Regions from separate parts of the Mus musculus genome. Here regions 1 and 3 are each linked to region 2. The links are chromatin contacts, called in public HiChIP or PLAC-seq maps. All regions are on one chromosome and are shown on one strand. Each heading gives the region's core, a stretch centred on a gene start, on an enhancer-like site or on the middle of the called end of the contact. The rest is flanking DNA. Distances are from core to core; before and after follow the strand shown. Region 1 overlaps Slc9a1 (solute carrier family 9 (sodium/hydrogen exchanger), member 1). Region 2 holds the start of Tmem222 (transmembrane protein 222). Region 3 overlaps Wasf2 (WAS protein family, member 2).

Region 1 (2,975 bases), core at 169-2,668, 120 kb after region 2:
TACAGGAACTTGCTTTGTATCCCAGGCTTAGTTGGAACTTACTATGGAGCCCAGACTGGCCTCAATTTCATGTTTCCAAATGGCTTACAGACACACACCATCACACAGTCATTTTATGATCTTTAAAAAAATTTTTAAATTACATTAAATTGGGGGGTGGTGGGGCATGAGTGCTGTGGTGCATGTGTAGGGGTCAAAGGGCAACTTTTGGGAATTGGCTCTTACCTCTCACTTGGTAGGAACCAGGGATAGAGCTTGGGTAGTTGGGCCTCCCAGCAACTGACTTAGCCTGAGCCACATTGGCAGTGGCCTGTTCTAGGTCTCTTTCTAACTGAGGATAATAATCGCACTATTGCGTTAGCTTCCCTGAGACAACCAAGTGCTTTGCAGTAACGTGCTTAGTGTCTGCTCCAGAGGGGTACTTAACCATTTATGCATAGCTTTATTTCAAGATACTTTGTTTTTGGTTTTATTTCTGTGTGTGAGTGTGTGAGTGTGTGTGTGTGTGTGTGTGTGTGTGTGTGTGTGTGTGTGTGTGTGTGTGTGTGTGTGTGTGTGTGTATGCGTATGTATAATACTTGAGGAGGCTGGAAGGCGTGAGATTTCCCTAAAGCTGGGATTAAAGGGGGTTGTGAGCCGCCTAATGTGAGTGCTAGAAGCTCAAATTGGGATCCCCTGACAGAGCAGAGCAGCAAGTGGTTTTTGTTGTTGCTGTTGTTGTTTTGTTTTGTTACTCCACAAGGTCTCAGTATGTAGTGTTGCCTGGAATTCACTTTGTAGACTAGGATAGCTTTGAACTCAGAGATCCACCTGCCTCTTCCTCTTGAATGCTGGGGTTGAAAGTATATACCTGTTCACCTGGCTGGGTTTTTTTTTTTAAGTAAATATTTATTTTATGTCTAAATGAGTGGGTATGCCGTGTGTGTCTACACTGTATACATGAAGGTGCCTACACCTGTCAGAAGAGGGGATTGAATCCCTTGGAGCTGAAATTTCCTGAAATGGGTTCTGGGAACCAAACCCAGGTCCTCTGCAAGAGGAACAAGTCTTCTCAACTGCTGAGCCATCTTTCCAGCCCCTTTTACATAATTTTAAAACTTAAATTTACTGTTTTAACTAATGCATGAAAAACTGGGACTCTGTAGTGGAGAGTTTGCATAGCGCACTAGAAGGTGCTGGACTCTATTCTCACACTTGAAAATAAAACAGAGCATAGCAAGAGAAGCTGAAAGGTTTTAAAGTCTCCAAGTAAACTCAGCGCTGGGGCTGGGCTGCTGTGTCAGCAGAGACTGACAGGAAGATAGCACGCACAGTTTTAAATTATCACGGGCCTGCTTAAAGTCGCCACAGCCGCCCCTGGAAGGAAATCGGTGTGTATCACGCGGTCCCCGACCAGCCCTGAGCCTCGGGAGCTTACTGAGCTGTCCCCACAGCCCCTGCTCTCTGTTCCAGGTACCGAGCCTGCTGGCTGCCGAAGCCTCCTGCAGTCCTGCACTGAAGAACCATCTCCTCCCTCCAAGCTGCTTTTTTTTTTCTTTTTTCTTTTTCTAAGATTTATTTATTTTATATATATGAGTATACTGTAGAGTTGTATTGATGGTTGAGAGCCATCATGTGGTTGCTGAGTAGTTCTGTTTCTTCTACAGGCAGTGTTTACTGCTGTCCTGGTCGCTGTCCTTCCTTCTCCCTGACACCTGCCCCACTGCAGGGGAACTCATTGCCTGTGACTTTACAGAGAGCTCTGGTGACTGGAGGCCCCAGGACAGCAGAAGCCTACACACACACACACACACACACACACACACACAGAGTTTGGGAAGAAGGTCCGCAGTGCCAGCCTGTGTCTTTTTCCCTTCCTGCTTCATTTCCAGTCCGGCAGCAAGCCTTAGAAGCCGCAGAAGGCTTCAGGTCATTGCTCTCTGCTTCTTTGTTCCTAAGTATGACCTTTAGGAAGCTCCCATGATCCCCTCAACCGTGTTTTCCTGAGTATCATCTGTTTAGGGTTCAGGGCTGTGCTGGGATGCCTGGCAGTAATGTAGAACACCTAGTACAGTTTGAAGTAACAGTAGATTCAATCTGGAGTGTGCAGGGAGGGCTTCCTAGAGTAGGTGACTGGGTTTTGGGAGGTAGGTAGAAGTTCAAGATGGAGCAAAGTTCTTCACTGTATATACAGAAGCAGGACTGGGAAACTTCTGGCAGCTGGAAAGAGGGATTGGTGGAGGTAGATGAGTAAAGACAAGAAAAAACAAAGGTTCCTTTAATCCCATCAAGTAGGAGGCCAAAAGAGGAGGCAGGAGGATTGCTGTGAGTTTGAGGCCAGCCTGGGTCACTTAGCTAACCCCTGTTTTTAAAACAAATGAAAAAACAAAAACAAAAAACAAAAAAACAACTCCTATAAACCATAAGAAGGTACACACACACACACACACACACACACTCACTCCTTGGGCACAGTTCTCTGCATCTAGAACAGCCTCTCCCACCCGGCCTCCCAGAGACAAATCCTGTCTTCACTGTGGGTTCCTCCAGGCTGCTGGCCCTCTCCCACTTGCCGTGGCCCATCTATTTGTTCCAAGGTTTTATCAGCTGCCTCTGCCACATCACGGTGTAAAGGTGCTTCAGTGTCTGGCCCACGGATTTTCACCTGACGAGACACAGAAACAGGTCCATCTGTAATGTGCCCCACAAGTGGGGAAGCCTCAAGACAACAGGGCCCGTGGTTATTAGAGGGCAGAGCCAGGCCTGGAACTGCCTCTGGGCTCCCTGGCTCAGCCTTCTCCTTCCTGGCCCAGAGAGGCCAGCATCACCAGCATGATTTCAGGTAGATCTGCAGCTGTTCTGTTATGTAGACTTTATTCCTGGAGCTGGGACCTTATGTGTCCTCCTTCCCCCACAACCTAGAAAGACTCTGACGTATGGATTCAAACAAGAGACAGCTGCTGTATGGAACTGCTGGGGAGAAGCACAGAGAAACT
Region 2 (3,191 bases), core at 221-2,720:
ATTAGGGTCATTTGATAGATGAAATGGCATACACCTGTAGTCCCAGAACACAGAAGGCAGGGGGAACAGGGGTTCAAAGTCAGGTTGGGCTACGAAATAAATACCAGACCAGCCAGGGCTACATATCAAGCTCATGTCTCAGTCAAAACCAATAAAATAAATAAATACAAAATCGAAAGATTAAAATGATTTGAAGATCAGAAACATTTGAGACTAAAAATATTCCTTCTCCACACAACTTGGCTCTGTTTGTTTGTTTGTTTGAGATTGGGGCTCACTATACATGCCTGGCTGGCCTGGAACTCCTACCATATAATTCAGGCTGCCCTCCAACTCACAGACATCTGCTTGCCTCTGCCTCCAAGTGCTATGGTTAAAAGTATGGATCCCCGTGCCTGGTAGCTGATTTTGATAGAAGGAAAGAAAAGAGTACCTCCTCAGGTGAGAGGTAGGATGCCACAGCTGAAAGATGAGTTATATATAGTCAGTGAACTAACTGGCTTCTGAATATCTTCTTGCTGGGATAGTCAACGGACCAAGACGATGTTACAAAGGAACTCAGCTTCCCCATGGGGGAAGGGGATTTCTACTACAGAAAATAAAGCTTGTAAACTGTCCAGACTGTTAGGATTAAGGTAGGAGGGTTGTAAGCTGCATTCTTCCACTGGGAGGCAGATACCTAGGTCGCTGAGACTGCTTTGTAACTCAAATGATGTAGGGGGAAAAACGCCAGCACGGACCTCCCAATGCTGACATTCCACGAACCAGTGTGGCTTCGATCAAACACTCAGTTCTGTTTCTAAAGGCGAAACGTCTTGTGCATAACAGACGACAAGTACGCGCTCGTTTGCTCAATGAGTGAAAAAACAAAAACAAAAACCAACGGGGAATGAATGACGATGCCTCTTCAGACAATGATTAAGGGTCTTTTCTGTACGCCTGCAGCTTAAGGGCGTGCTAATGACCAGATCTTTGCTGCTGATCTACACTTCTCCTCCTCTCCAGTTAGACCTGGGGGAACCAGGGCCGGAACTATGCCCCACATCCAAGGGGACCGCGCACCTCATAGGTGACGAGAGCTCTAGGGGACTGGGGGCTAGCCTGGCCCGGAGTACGGGTTGCTGCAAGTCTGGGGAAAAAAAAGCTAGCATGGCACCCCGGAGGATGCTCGGGCCCTCGGCGACTTCGCGCTGACATCGGAAGACACTCACGTGAGCACCGGGATGGGTGTCCACACCACGCAGTAGGGGAAGCGGCTCCGCTCCACGTCCATGACAACGCCACCGGACCCGTGGTACTGCTTCATGTCCGTCTCGGCCCCCGTCGGCGTTTCTACTTCCGCCATCCGAGGAGGGGGCGGCGGCGGCTGTAACAGAAGCGGAGAACTCCCTTCCGCTTCCGCCATCCCGCGCGCGTCCCGCTCGGGAAGGCCGACCGCGCCGCCGCTCGCCCCTGTGTCATCACTTCCGGGAGGCGGAGTGTCCTCTCGGTCGATCTTCCCCCGGGGAATTGGAGCCTTGTCCTTCTGGGCCCGGCTAGTTTAGCCTCTTTCCCGTGTTTGTAGCGGAGCATTTCCGTGGACCTCAGGAAGCTCTCAGTCGAGCCCCGGGAACCCACAACCAACCGCGGTTCCGCATGCCGGCACGTGGTGCAGGCACTCTTTATTGATCACTTCTTAGGTGCCAAGCATGTGATATTCATTGGTACTACTGTCTATAAACTGATTAGACGTGCAAATTTAGTTGTTTCCCCCAGAAAACAAATCAGAGACAAAGGCTCTTAGAAATGAAGTGAGCAACGATTCAAACGCAAGTCTTTGTAGATTTCCTTTGTCCTTTTTAGTCTGTGGCATGAGTTACATAATAGTCTGTTACGTGATGGTGTAAAAAGGGAGGTCAAACTAAAATCTTGGTGTGTATGGGAGACACGTACACTTGGTGTGTATGGGAGGGAGCAGCCTTGGGCCTGGGGAGAGCACGGATGCAGAAGTGCCAAGACAGGAAACTTGAGGTCACTATGTGCAGTAGAGAATATCATCCAAGACTTATCTAAATCTCTTTATTGTTCGTGTTTTGGGGCACATGTTTGTTTTTGTTTTGAAACAGGGTCTCACTATGTAGCCCTGTCTGTCACTATGTAGACCAGGCTGACATTGAACTCTTAACTCTGCCTCCCAAGTGCTGGGATTTAAAAGGGTACATCACTAAGCCAGGTCCTTTTTTGCTTTATAGAAAACTCGGCAGTTAGCACTTGTCTAAGATCACACTCAAGAACACAAAGTGGCCAGGCTCCAGTCTTGGAATCTTTTGATTTTTCAGAGGGATAATCAGAGAGACATGGAAGTGGAATGTTATGCGGTGAGGAGTGGGTGGGATGGGTTTGGAAGACAAGAAGGGAACCAGGCTATAGGAAGGTGTAAGAAAAATGAGGCAGAAAGGCAAACAGATTGTTTCAACAGGCTGAGACTGAGACTGTTTTATTGGAACAGCGGGCTGGAGGAGATATATATATGTTACAGCTCCTCTTTGTGTGTGTGTGTGTGTGTGTGTATGGTTTGACTGGGACCAGAGTGGGGGTTGTTTTCCATACTCAGGCATATTGTTTCTGCAGGTGAAGCAGACCTGTCAGATAGGGGCTAAGCACTTCATTCTGGCTAGAAGCTATGGCTTAGTACAGCTAGATTCAATTCCTCATCACCTAAGACTATTAGCCAACAGAAGGTGTGGACAAATGTTTAGGGAAGGCAAAAGCTATGCTTTTGAGAAGGTTTGCTTCCATGAAATGAGTCTCCTTTAATAGTAACTTGCCAAAAGCCTGCGGTCCTGATAATTTTTTTTTGTTTGTTTTTGTTTTTGGTTGGTTGGTTGGTTTTTCGAGACAGAGTTTCTGTGTAGCCCTGGCTGTCCTGGAACTCACTCTGTAGACCAGGCTGGCCTCGAACTCAGAAATTCGCCCTGCCTCTGCCTCCCATGCCTCCCAAGTGCTGGGATTAAAGGTGTGGGCCACCATACCCGGCGATCCTGATACTTAAATGCATTAAAAAAGAAAAAAATCTGGGGGGGAGGGTATAGGGGACTTTTGGGATAGCATTGGAAATGTAATTGAGGAAAATACGTAATAAATAAAAAAAAAAAGAAAAAGAAAAAAATCTGTACTGTGGAAAATCCAAAGGTCTTGACTACATCATACAT
Region 3 (3,095 bases), core at 75-2,574, 92 kb before region 2:
TGTGCGTGAGCATCCGAGGTGTGGAGACTTACTCCTCATACCTCTCCCATCCCTTGCGGCTCAGAATAACAGTGTGGAGGTATTTATTCCACATGGCGGTTTCTTTGGCTACAAATTCTCCTTGCATTCAGGGTTGAAAGTACAGAACTCTTTTCTTATTCTAAAAAGTGAGACCTTGTGGAAAAAGACCAGTGGTGTCTTGTTTTTCAGGGAGGGCTTGAATATCTCAGCTTTTCGCTTGTTCCCTGGGGTGTGGATTTGAAGGATTGTAACCTGGAGCAAAGACTTTGAAAGCTGTGGGTTAGAGAATGTAAGGTGACCTTTTCACCCTTAGAAGAAATTTGGCATCTCTGTGTGGGGTGGGAAAATTCAGGCCCCTTAGAGATACCCACATCTTGGTTTTCAGTGGGCTTTTGAAATTCAACTGAGGACGTAATTTAGTGTATTAAGCATGGACGCCTAGTTGTTGCTCTAACTTTCAGGCTGCTCTCAGAGCCGTTTTACAAGGTGCTTTACAGAACAGGAGGGTGAGAGCCAAGGACAAATGTTTGCATACACTGGCTGCTTTTCCGGGACTAACTTGTTGACATTGCACCTTTCGATTTTGTTGAACCTGCTTTTAATTTCATGTTTGTTCAGAATTTGCCAAAGAGGTTCTATTAGTTATGGACTATATAAGCACAGAGTGACCAGGCTATGGAAACTGTCTCTTTCTCCAAGAACAAGCATGTGTGTGTGTGTGTTTGGGGTACGATATACTCTTTAGTCTTTGGGCTGGTTCCTCTCACTCCTGTGCACTAGTGACTTGCTCTGTTTGCCCTTTCTAGGTAAGTATGCAGAGGACATTTTCGGAGAGATTTGTACTCAGGCAAGTGCCTTTGCCTCCCGAGTAAACTCCCTTGCTGAGCGGGTTGACCGAGTACAAGTTAAAGTCACTCAGCTGGATCCCAAGGAAGAAGAAGGTAAGGAGGCTTAGCCAGAGCTGCAGGCTCTGCCGAGGAGTGCCTCAGAATCCTGCCCTGGTTTGTTACAAAGCAAGAGGAGAGATCAGAGAGACTGATATACGTCTACTTGGAAGCGACATAAGCCTAGGTGGTGTAAAGAAACCTTTTTCCCTTTACCACACAGCACACTGCCATCCCCCCAGTCCCCTTGTTCTCACGTTTCCTTTCCCTCAGTGGTATTTTGCTACCATAAAAGTACTTGGAAGACTCATTTCACCCATGGAGAGGCCTGCAAGATCTGGCCACATAGTAAACCTTTGTGTTGCTTCATCTGTTCAGTCATGAAATGGCTGGGCTGCTGACAGCCTCGTGGGGCTTCCCCAGAGGGGGAAGGGAAAAAAAACCTGGCTGCCAAGAAAGGCAGCAGCTGAGGCGTCTCCGACGGTGTGACTCAGTGTTTGCTCAAATAGCCTGCCGTCCATTTTCTAACGCCTTCCATCTTCCTTCTCTCAGTGTCACTACAAGGAATCAACACTCGGAAGGCCTTCAGAAGTTCTACCACCCAAGACCAGAAGCTCTTTGACAGGAACTCTCTCCCGGTGCCCGTCTTAGAGACCTATAACAGCTGTGACGCTCCTCCCCCTCTTAACAATCTCAGTCCTTACAGGTAACCGTGCGCTCGCTCTCTCTCTCTCTCTCTCTCTCTCTCTCTCTCTCTCTCTCTCTGTGTGTGTGATTAAAAACTGCATTGTCTAAAATCTCTAAAGATAATATCTGTATCAGAGAGAGAATACTGTTGAACTCCCTGCCCACCCCAGCAGAGACCGTTAGCTCATTCTTGTCTGGTCTCTGACGGACATGCCGCGTCTCCTATGTACTGAAAGTTTGCTGTACCATTGATGCTGCAAAGTTTAACTTGGGAAAAGTAAGTCCATCTGGATTCCATCCAAGGAATTTAGTTATTACAGAAGCAAGAGGACTTGTTAGCAGGCAGTCCTGCACACGGATTCCCAGGGGCCACATTCTAACCGGCTTTCCACTTTCTCAGAAAACTCTAAATTACCAGATGTTTGGGCAAGTTAATGGGACCAGCCTCATACTGGCTGCTGGGGAGGGGGGGATCACAGTGTGGGGAGTATTGGTGTCCTTCCACGTGAGTGCCGGTCCCTTCATTTTGAACACCCTTTGGATGGTTTCTTCTGTAAGGACCAGCCCTGGTGTAGGTAGACATGGGAAAGGAAGATGGTAGGTTTAAAGACAACCTAGAGTCCTCCCCTCTGGCGATTTGCTAATGTCATCTTGAACAGACCAACTGAGCAGAAGTAGAAAGGGAATATTTATCTTGCTTGTATCCATAAAAAGTAGTTACAGGTAGCTAGACGTGGGTGCTGGCGGTCAGGCATGGGTACACTGAAAAGCAGAGTGTGTGTGTGTGTGTGTGTGTGTGTGTGTGTGTGTGTGTGTGTACCTCTTGAATTCAAGGACACTGGTCTGTCCCTCGAGCCCCAAATAGGAGCTTGGTAGCGTCTCACAGAGATCAAGAAGAATATCTGCCCTTGGTCCTAGTAAAGGATATGGAGTCTTGCTTGCCCCAGGGCTGTCACTCTTTAGTCTGATTGAGTTTGGGGATAGTGTGTGATAGAAAGGGTTGACATACCTCATAGTACTGAAAACGATATGAGACAGTGTTTGTATGGTGGGATAGGATTGACAAATAATATTGAGATGTTTCATCTTTCTGGAAACTGTATTATTTTTTTTTTTTGATACTAATACTGCCAGAATTAGTATCTCCTTCCTCTCAGTTATCTGGACTTGGCCTAACAGAAACAAGCAGTGGTTACTATAAACATGTTGCTGTCAGGGCCTGGAGAGACAGTTCAACCCGTAAGAACATCTGCTGCTACTGCAAGTTCAGCTCCCAGCACTTAGAGCAGAAACTCACAACCGTCAGTAACTCTAGCTGCGTGTGCTCTTACACCCCCTTCTGGCCTTTATGGGCACCCACATATGTGCACAGAGACACGCATACACACACATTAAATAAAAATAAAATAAATCTAAAGCATGTTTTAAAAGGAACTAAAAACGGTTGGTCTAGACACCTGTGCCCTCAGTGGTGGTGGTTGATATAGATGTGCCCTTGGAGTT

What was found. HiChIP or PLAC-seq counts read pairs in DNA pulled down with a chosen protein or histone mark.
Region 1: a contact with region 2 is called in an H3K4me3 HiChIP or PLAC-seq map of bone marrow-derived macrophages, with 2.7 times the contacts expected there. The contact joins the enhancer-like site here to the promoter of Tmem222 in region 2. A contact is called at or near these places in 2 of 39 promoter capture datasets (embryonic stem cells and macrophages), 1 of 15 datasets of contacts at CTCF or cohesin (the NIH/3T3 cell line), 7 of 115 datasets of contacts at active chromatin or transcription factors (the 230-238 cell line, bone marrow-derived macrophages, effector CD8 T cells and 2 more) and 1 of 9 other capture datasets (adipose tissue).
Region 3: an H3K27ac HiChIP or PLAC-seq map of embryonic stem cells shows a contact between it and region 2, with 9 read pairs. The contact joins the enhancer-like site here to the promoter of Tmem222 in region 2. A contact is called at or near these places in 1 of 39 promoter capture datasets (macrophages), 1 of 15 datasets of contacts at CTCF or cohesin (CD8 T cells), 6 of 115 datasets of contacts at active chromatin or transcription factors (CD8 T cells, bone marrow-derived macrophages, double positive thymocytes and 2 more) and 4 of 9 other capture datasets (adipose tissue, embryonic stem cells, liver and 1 more).

What each region holds. Positions count from the first base shown.
Region 1 is chr4:133,400,868-133,403,842 of GRCm38.p6, forward strand. The region is part of intron 1 of Slc9a1 (solute carrier family 9 (sodium/hydrogen exchanger), member 1); the gene reads left to right. Among named protein-coding and RNA genes, the nearest start is that of 1700091J24Rik, 33 kb to the right of the region's middle. Within about 2 kb of position 1,419, at least 16 of the 459 cell types and tissues checked have an H3K27ac peak or open chromatin away from gene starts, as enhancers often do. A contact at or near this core is called in bone marrow-derived macrophages, where this site is marked.
Region 2 is chr4:133,276,320-133,279,510 of GRCm38.p6, forward strand. It overlaps Tmem222 (transmembrane protein 222), which reads right to left and starts at 1,471. Exons shown (of 6, transcript NM_025667.3): 1 at 1,212-1,471. The coding sequence starts at 1,405.
Region 3 is chr4:133,184,142-133,187,236 of GRCm38.p6, forward strand. It overlaps Wasf2 (WAS protein family, member 2), which reads left to right. Exons shown (of 9, transcript NM_153423.6): 3 at 828-962; 4 at 1,458-1,611. Among named protein-coding and RNA genes, the nearest start is that of Mir7017, 10 kb to the right of the region's middle. Within about 2 kb of position 1,325, at least 193 of the 459 cell types and tissues checked have an H3K27ac peak or open chromatin away from gene starts, as enhancers often do. A contact at or near this core is called in CD8 T cells, adipose tissue, bone marrow-derived macrophages and 5 more, where this site is marked.